2 separate regions of the Rattus norvegicus genome follow, and region 1 is linked to region 2. Evidence: chromatin contacts called from public Hi-C data. All regions are on one chromosome and are shown on one strand. Each heading gives the region's core, a stretch centred on a gene start, on an enhancer-like site or on the middle of the called end of the contact. The rest is flanking DNA. Distances are from core to core; before and after follow the strand shown. Region 1 holds the start of Tp53i11 (tumor protein p53 inducible protein 11). Region 2 overlaps Prdm11 (PR/SET domain 11).

What was found. A called contact is a pair of places that touch in the nucleus more often than the background predicts.
Region 1: a contact with region 2 is called in a Hi-C map of psoas muscle, with 2.3 times the contacts expected there. The contact joins the promoter of Tp53i11 here to the enhancer-like site in region 2. A contact is called at or near these places in 4 of 12 Hi-C or Micro-C datasets (the A7r5 cell line, mammary epithelial cells, prefrontal cortex and 1 more).

Annotation. Positions count from the first base shown.
Region 1 is chr3:99,598,035-99,602,573 of GRCr8, forward strand. It overlaps Tp53i11 (tumor protein p53 inducible protein 11), which reads left to right and starts at 2,266. Exons shown (of 8, transcript NM_001107749.2): 1 at 2,266-2,407.
Region 2 is chr3:99,399,391-99,403,700 of GRCr8, forward strand. The region is part of intron 5 of Prdm11 (PR/SET domain 11); the gene reads right to left. LOC134486127 (a long non-coding RNA gene) reads left to right here. Exons shown (of 3, transcript XR_010064857.1): 2 at 230-338; 3 at 716-916. Among named protein-coding and RNA genes, the nearest start is that of Prdm11, 59 kb to the right of the region's middle. Within about 2 kb of position 1,876, at least 20 of the 93 cell types and tissues checked have an H3K27ac peak or open chromatin away from gene starts, as enhancers often do.

The sequences.
Region 1 (4,539 bases), core at 1,016-3,515, 200 kb after region 2:
GGTGGATGGATAGTCTCTTGTCCCTCAACAGTATTTTTCCAGTTAGGAAGAGGCTCCTCAGCTGTAGTGAGCGGCCTGCAAACAGAAGCCAGAGAGAGCTGGAGAGGTATACCAGAGGGGTCTGTACTTGGCGGTGCTGGCCCAGATACCCTCTGAGCTCTGTGTTCTCTCAGTCTCCCAGCCTATCAGCTGTGACTGTGAGCAGTTTCCCTTCTGCTTGAGATCATGGATACATATCTGTCCTCCCAACAGGGTGGGAGTCCTCTGAGAACAGGGATGCCCTTCTGTCAACTCCAAGGCCCCAGGACTCAGCACTTTTCCAGCACACAGGGCCCATCTGGATAGCTATACTTTCTTGGCAAAGCATTGTGGGGTTCTCACCTCCTGATAGAAACCCCAGCACACAGATACACAGAGCTTATAGGCGCGGTCTACACGGAGCACCATTGAAAGTATAAGTCCTGCCACTGGTGACCCTGCTTGGCTCCACTTGCGTGCTGCTAATGACAGTGAGATCACTACTTCTAATACAGCCTCTTCTTTGAAGAAGCTTGAGTCACTACCCTCAGGTCTTGCTTCTGGGGAAACACTGGGAGGTGTCTCTAAGTTCCACTGACACAGCCAGGAGCCCTGTATGACCGTAGTGCAACAATGAATCTGTTATCCCATCTCTGTCCAGAGGCGAGACTGAACCAGGCCTCGATGAAGCTCTCGGTCAAGGACAGGAGGCTTGGATGTGCACTTCACTCCACACACCTCGAGGCAGGCCTGATCCAGACGTGACTGTCTGAGTGATTCATTCATTAACTGGTCATCACTAGCCAGGTGTTCAGCAAAAGCGGGTGGCACTGTGGGAAGGGAGTTTAGTTGCCTTGGTAATCAGGAGGCTAACAGCCACTGAGAGCTGGCTTGCTATGCACCAGGCACTGTTCTGTTTACTTCTTGCATTTCAAGGGCCATGAAGCCTGCCTGGTAGGTTGGTCCCTCACACATGGTCAGGCTTGGTTAACATGGCTTGCTGCTCTAACTGGAAATCCTAGCAACAGCCACAGGGCACTTCATGTTATAAATTCACACCCCTTTGTAGGTTAGGAGGCAAGGCTTGGAGAGGTTAGGTAACTTACATAGGGCTAAGCTAAAAGACAGAGCCAGGATTTGAATCCGGGTATTCTTGTTCTGTAGCCTGGAGCAGAAAAGCAAAGCTTAACTCAGGAGCCAGAGGCACACTTAGTTGGGTCAGGGTAAGCGGCAGCCACTCTCTGTCTCTGCCCCAGTTCTTAACCTTCAGTCTTGCTTCTCTCCATCCCCACCCTCCTTCCAAGTCTGCTGAGATTATCTCCCATCAGGCCAGAAGGCAAGATCCAGAGGTTGCTCTCAGCAGGAAGCAGGGCCCTGGGCAATCAACTGCTATAAAGGGTTTCCCAAGGAGTCCAGAGCCAGACATGGGATGGGGGTTGTAGGTGCTGTCTTTTTAGTTTGAGAGACTCCTGAAGACCATTCAGGACCCCTCAAGACTCACCTGGTACTCTCTCTTGGCATGGGCTGTTTGATTCCACCAACAAAATACTCTAAAGCCACAGATTGACCCAACCCTGCCACGTGAAGCACATGATACAGCGACTGACTGAGGTAGAAAGTCTCAGTGGGTGAGAGTTCTTGTCATTTGGAATTTACACCAAACTGGAGAGATAAGGGTGGCCTAGGTGACAGATTTTCCAATATCTTCAGCTCTAGGCTAAGTATGAATGACTCAAAGTTTTGTGAACTGGGACTAGTCCTATATATTCTCTTAGACTGTTGAGAACCCTAAGATTTTATTCTTGAAAGTGTTTTTAGTAAACGGTGACGATTGCCGTTAACCGTGTTGTTTTACACGGGGGTGGGGGTGGGGGCGGCTACGGACTAAAGCTGGTTCCCTTCCTTCCATCTTAGACACCGGCCTAGGCCTTTGAATGGGTGTTTTAGAAATCCATAGGGGTATGTTTGCAGTCCGGGAGGAAAGGGGCGCTGTCTTCAGAACTTCCGACAAAGTCCTGGGTGGCGCAGCGGCAGGATGTCCCTGCCCGGGGATCCCCTAGCCAAGCGTGGGTGCGCCCTCCGCAGGCGGCTCCCGGTAGGCCCTCCGTTGCAGCTCTGGGTCCGTCCCCCCCAACCCCTCTGTGCCCGCCCCGGCCACCTCGGGGGCGAGGCAGCCCAGCGCGTGGGAGGGGACGGCGCGCCATTGGCTTGTGCGTGGCACTAGAGGAGGGACCAGTGCGGGCCGCCAGACTCGGGCGAGCCCGGCAGCGACTTGAGTCCAGCTTGCCCTGCCCTGCCCTGCCCTGCTTGCCCAGCGCGGCGCCGCGATGTGAGACTCCCCGGGCCGGAGCGTCCGCTGGGCACGCCAGCACCGCGAGCGCAGCACCCCGTAAGTCGACTGCCGGCAGCCACTAGCCTCACACTTCTCCGCCGCTGCCACCGCGCCGGCCGCTGCCTGCGCAGCGCAGCCCGGGGACGCCGGGGGGCCTTAGGAACCGCCCGGGGCAGCGAGCACCTTGCGAGCGACAGCCGGGCGCCCGGACAGCTTGGCACCTGCGGGTCGGCGGGCGCCCGGAACCCCCGCTGAGCTCCTCGTGGCACTGTCCTCCGTCCTTTTTTGTTTGTCCCCTTGCACTGACTTGGTTTCCCTCTCTCCCCCAGCTCTCTTCTCCGCCACCTCCTTCCCCCGGGGCCGTTTATTTTTGCCTTTGGCCTCCTCCGGGCTTTATCTCTTTGATTCGGAGCTAGAGAGAGCGGAGAGTAAAGCAGTTTCTTTTATCGCAGGGTCTCTGTCTTCCGCGCTTGGTTCTCGGTCCCCTCCCCCTTTGTCGCCACCGCCCCCCCTCCCGCCTTTGTTTCTTAGCCCGAGGATTGCGCGGTGTAAACTTGGGAGTTTCCGGGTCCTCGCCCCCACGGGGACGCGGGCGGAGAAGGTGGAGGGGTTCCTGCTGTCTACTAGTCTGGCCAGACCTTTTGTGTGGGTGCCCCGGGCTGAAGGAGTCGCCGACTCCCGCCTCACAAAGTAGGGGAGTGTCCTCGGCACGGAGATGAGGATAGATCAGAGGGGGAAGGGGCAAAGCCGGTGACACTCCAGAGTCCCTGCTGGAGAGGAGCGCGCGGAAAAGTGGTTGGGCCTGACCCCAGTCGGGGGTGGTGGTGTCCGGAGGGTATTGCAGGTGGACCCGGGAAACTCTCTCATCCAAACCGCGCGGTCAGCTGTGAGGGGTGGCGCCATTGCCTGGCGCAGGATGGATTGGGGTCCCATAGAGTGCGCAGAAAATACTCCGCGTACCATCCTCGGGGCACCTCGAGGCCGGCCGCTCGCTTCAGCTCCCCTCTCGCCGCCTTCTTGCATCCCGGATGGAGCGGGCTTCTCCTCCCGCCTGTGAGGTGGAGGAGCAGGGATAGGCCCAGGACCCACTCCCACTTTGACCCAAAACACATGACCAAGGCCTCCTTAAAGTCCCCCAGCACGGACTTCCTGTTTCGTTTCTTTTAAACAAACTTTCTGGATGGGGGCCTGGTGGGAGTATAGACGTCCCTGGCTTGCGGGAACACCTACACAGTTGTGTCTCCCGTGTGGAGGCTCCTGGAGAAAGGCCGCCACCTGCCGCCGTGGGGACTGTGGTGGGTTCCTGGAAGAATCCGGAGGAACACCACCTGCCCCTTAGTGGCAGCCTCTGGCTCAGTCCAAGGCAAAAAAAAAAAAAAATCCTGTAGGATCGTTGGGAAGTCAGAATATTTTTCAGGTTTCTGTTGTCGCCTTCGTACAAACAGCGCCCTCACCTAGAGTCCCCTCTGTCCTAAGTGCTCTCTGCCTTAGCTTTTCTTCTTCAAGACTCAAGTCTGGCTGCCTCCACTTGATGTCCCTGACTTTGACCTTTCTGGGTCCAGGACCTTTACGGGTGCCTCTCATCCCAACTCACAGCCTGGACTTGTGACAGCCCCATCTGCTGGAGAGAGAGGACAGAGGCTCCTGGCTAGAGGCAGGGTCTTCATGAATTATTCTTGGCTTTTCTCTGTGCTCACTTACTGCCCCAAGTGTCTGTGAGTACTCCATAAAAGAGTGATGTCGCAGTTGGCCAGCACGGGTCCCACAGGTCCCTGCACACCTGTGGAAGCTGTCAAGGCTCTAGGTAGTACTGTGGCTTAAGCAAGAAGAGGCAAATTAATAATAAATAAGTCATTTGGGTCATGTGCCGTGCCTTGGAGTTGTCTCAGTATCCTGAAGGCTGAGGCAGGAAGAGTCTGAGTTACAGACCAGTCTGGTCTATGTAGGAAGACCCTGTCTCATAAAGAAAGCTGGAGTCAGGAGAACATGTAGAGTGTTGGGGTGTTGAGGCCATTTTAAGGAGTGATCAGTGCTGCTTTTTGAGTCCTGCAGAAGAGCCCGTGCAAAGAGTCTGAGGCAGCACCATGTTGTTCCGGTGGAGTGGGGTGGGGAAGAGATAGGAGGCACTCGTGAGGAAGGATGGGGACCCCACATCTCATAGATGATATTAAGAGATATTAAACCAGCAT
Region 2 (4,310 bases), core at 626-3,125:
AGACACCAAAATGGAAATCATTTCCACCTCAAACTGACCGCTGTCCCTGGACTGTGACCTTGTCTCTGGTATACAGCCTTCAATTTGGCCTCTTCTTCCCCAATGCCAGAAATGGAGGCCAACCAGTCTCACAAATTGTGGGCATCAGAGGAGAGCCAGGCCAGCGGCATGGGATCTCTATATCTCCTGCAAACAGCCATCTTAATTTCCATGGTCATATTTTATTCAGGAACTGAAGAGAATGGTCTGGATTCCGAAGCTAAGAACTATTGGGAAAGGGCACTACAGTCTATGATTTGGGGATTCCTGACTCAAGGAAACTCTCTCCACAGCTGGAGGTAAGCCAGGCTGGTGAGTGGTCAGAAGACAGCTCTGTGGTGGGGCACACTCTAGTGAATGCAAGAGGAAGCCGCTCTAGTCCCTCTGAGAATTCTTGGCAGGCAGGGCCTTACCTTTTGCAGGCAGCTGCCTAGGTCAGTGGAGATGCAGCCACTACAGAGGTGTGTCCCAGGATGGCCCCTAATGGTCATCCAGGAGCCTCTCAAGTCTCCAGTCAGAAACTATTTCACTCCCTGGAAACTGCAACACTTTTGGGGAGCACAAGGTTAAACTCACTGAACATTATGTCACCTTTGATGTGCAGGACAAAAGAAAAGTTGACCTAGCAGCCGTGGATGCTCAGCTGCCTTTGGCCTACACTGTCTTTCCTTTGCAGGGCAAGCATGGGGTTGGGTGTGCCCATGGGGAGTCTATGGAATCCAGGATATGCAAGGACCACAGAACCCTCGTCGCCACACACTTTCCATTAAGCGTCTAACCCCTGCTCTGGAGACTTGTGGGGTCTCCTTGGGATATGAAGAAAGAGAATACACACTAAAAAAAAAAAAAAAGATTCTGGAGCCTGGCTGTGTTCAAAGTGTGACATCTGATTCATTTTATTGTCATCTTAACAAAATTATTTGAGAAGGCCATCTTGGGTTCCAGCATAGATGGGCAATCCAGGCACCAGGCTATTACTGGACAAGACAATATGCAGTTTGATGGGGCAGGAACCACCAAAGAACCACAAATTGGGGCAATGAAGCCCAGGGCCCAGGGACACAGCAGGAGCCATCCGTTTATCATTTCATGTAAGACAAAGCATGGTGTGTGTTTATAAACAACTCCAGCAACAGCCTCAGTGGGCACTGGGTCCAGTGGGCTTCCAGGTCCACTTAGTTTCTCAGGAAGAAAGGAAGGGTGTGAAAGGTCTGCTGGGGTCGGCCTCAGGCCAGGGAGGGAGGACAAAGCTGCACCTAGGTCAGAGTGAAGCCTTTGGCTTAGTTTCTCCTCCCTAACTCAAGAACCCAGCTCTCTGACCATGTCCCTTAAGCAAAACACAAAGCTAGAAGTGTGTATGGCTAAGTGAACATACAGCCTAAGCAAGCAGAGGCAAAGCATGCTGGGAGATGGACTGGACACAGCCTCATTGGTCTCGGCCTTATTCAGAGCCAGTGAGTGGACAGTGTGCCTGCTGGCTCCCGAGGCCTGAGCCCGGGACCTCCCACCGCTGGCTGTGAGACTCAAGGCATCACAGGCTGGCAGAATCATCCCCATGCTGTTTTTGTTCCCTCTTCCAACTGTGGAAGCTAAGGCAGGGCTTGGGTGAGGAGAAGATCCCCATCTATTAGCACTCCACATCTGGCCTCTTGATGAAAGCTGGCCAGGTCCCCACTACATGGCTGTGTTGTTTCTGAACCCTGAGATGCATGACTAGGATTGGAATGACCAGTAATCAGTGATTGCAAAGACTGACTTGGCTGCCTTCTCACTGCTCAGAAAGCTCCCTGAGATGGCCTGTCATGTGCAGGCTGGGGAAAAGCTTACAGTATGCTAAGAATGCCAGATCATCTCTTTCCCCTCCTCACACGCCCATTCTCCTTCCTCCCACAAAAGGCAAGCACAGCAGCTGAGCAATGTCTGGCAAGCGCAGGACCAAGGCTAGGGCCCTGCCCACCCAGCTGAGCCAGCCCCACCCACCCAGCTGAGCCAGCCCCACCCACCCAGCTGAGCCAGCCCCGCCCACCCACAGGCCGCGCCACCTGGGAACAGGGCAGAATCAGGACCTGGGAGGTTAGCTCTGCTGCAGCCCTGAGTTGGAAGCAAGATTCTGTTGGATGCTGCCCCCCTGCCCCAGCAAGGCCTGTTCCGTAGGCTACAGGATACAGGCCATGAGGAGAGCAACCTTCTAGGCCAAGCAAGCATTCAAGCAGGCAGCTTTTCTTGTGTCTTGAGCATCTTCCTGAGATATGGGGGTGGGCTGTATACCCACTCTGTTAAAGCACAGGAAGCTGTACTGCATCAGGTGAAGAGATGACTGTGCCCCAGGGTCATCGGTCTCGTTTCTGGACACAAGGGACTCCCCCATCTCAAGGCCAGACACCACCGGCATTGCTTCTCCTTATGCAAACTGGCCATGTTAGAAATTGTGCTTTCTCTTCCGAGACCTGGTAGTCCGTGTTGGGGCTGGTTCTGGGCAAGCTGCTGTAGGGTCCGGCAGGGATGCCTGAGCCTGGAAAGTGCAGTCAATGGGAGCTGCCCCTTTTGGCCCATGCTGAGATGCTTGAACTGCATCTCGGATCTCCATAAGTGTCTTACACATCTGACCAACACGGCTGTTCAGTTCAGCCATAGCCTGGCTGATAACATGCATGCTGTCAGCCATGTCTTGGTGCACAGTCACCAGCTCCTGGCAGAACTTCTGGAACATTTCGGTCTGATGGGCACGGGCATGCAGGAGATGCCAGTCCAGGCTCATGGTGGGTGAATTGGGATGTGGCTCTGGGGTCCTGCATGCCTGGGCCTGGAGTGAGGGATGGGGCAGGACCTCTGGCTTAGGGCCCAGCATCTTGGACTGGTCTGAGGAAGATGAACAGAGCAGTGTGGGCCTGGCCAGGAGGGCCTCTTCCTCTGGAGAACGTAGCAGGGGCATCCGAAGAGGCTGCTGTGAGGGCCCAGGAGCTTTCTCATCTTCATCATCTTGGAGTGTACAAGGAGAGAAGGACAGATGATTACAAAAGGGCGAAGGGGCAGCCCGGGTCACAGGCTCGCCTCTGAAACTCCCTGCTGTACACCCCTTAGCCTGTACTGGCACCACACACAGAGAAATGCCAGCTTCTAAGTCCCTGAGGTATGGAGGTCCAGTATTGGTAGAAGGATGAGCAGGAGCTGGTTCCCTTCTTCCCACAGAAGCAGCTACATTCCAGGAAAGGAGTCCAGTCCAAGGAGGCCCCATCTCCAGTGGCAGCCATGCCAGTCTAAGGGTTCATGACCCTGATTATATTTCACTACCTTCAAAAAAACAATGGTGTCTGCTTTGCTGAATCCCTGGGGCCCTGGCTGGGCTCCTAGTGGGGCTCCCACTACGGTGCATGGCAGAGCTGACCGAGTCACCCTGTAAGAGGTGCTAAGCTGCTCTCTGTGAGCACCAGTCTCCACAAGGGAAGGACTGTCAAGGTTGCTTGGGGCCACCTTGTGGCCTTGCTGGAATCCTAACCACTGCAGGGAGCTAGATGCCAGATGGCTGAAGATGAGAGGGAACGGTAGGTGCAGGATTCAGCAGGATTATGAAGGGCAAGCCATTAGCCCTGTTGTCCCCGCGAGGTGGGCTGTGAGGTCAGACACATCATGGCCTACTCATGAATGCTTGATTTACACAGGTCCGTAGGTTTCCTGATGCTGGCACAGTGGGAGCCTACTGCTTCCTGAGCATGCTCTATAAATGGCAGCCATCCTCTTGGGGTGCCAGAAAGGGTGGGAAGGAACACTCTGAGCTGCCATTACCCCTTTTCCAAGCCCAGTCAGGCTAAGGCTTGTGACTATTAGATGTGGGAGCTCCTGCAGCCCATGTTACCTCTGCTAACCTCATCAGCTTTGATCTCTAGGAGATGGAGTGGTGGCTAGGGCAGGATTCAGGAAATAAGCTTTTCCCGATGCTGCCCGATTTGAGGCTCCAGCAAACGCTGCCAGATCCAGGCTCAAGTCTGGTTCTGATGCCTCAGGGCCCCCTTCATTTTCTGGAAGATTATTTGCCTCAACTAGCTAACGAGGAAGTCTGCCTCATCGTGAACACTCTCTTCTACTCCTGAGGCTGACTTTGTGAGTGGCCACCTGTCAGAGACCTCAGCCAAACAGGAAATAAACAGGTCCCCATGGCAAAGGGCCAGGGAGGAAGTCGGACTGGGTGAACCGCTTTCCTGCTGGCTGAATGCTTAGATCCTCCTGCCTTGCTCACAGGACTCCATCGAGGACAGCAGATGAGGAAGGGTGTG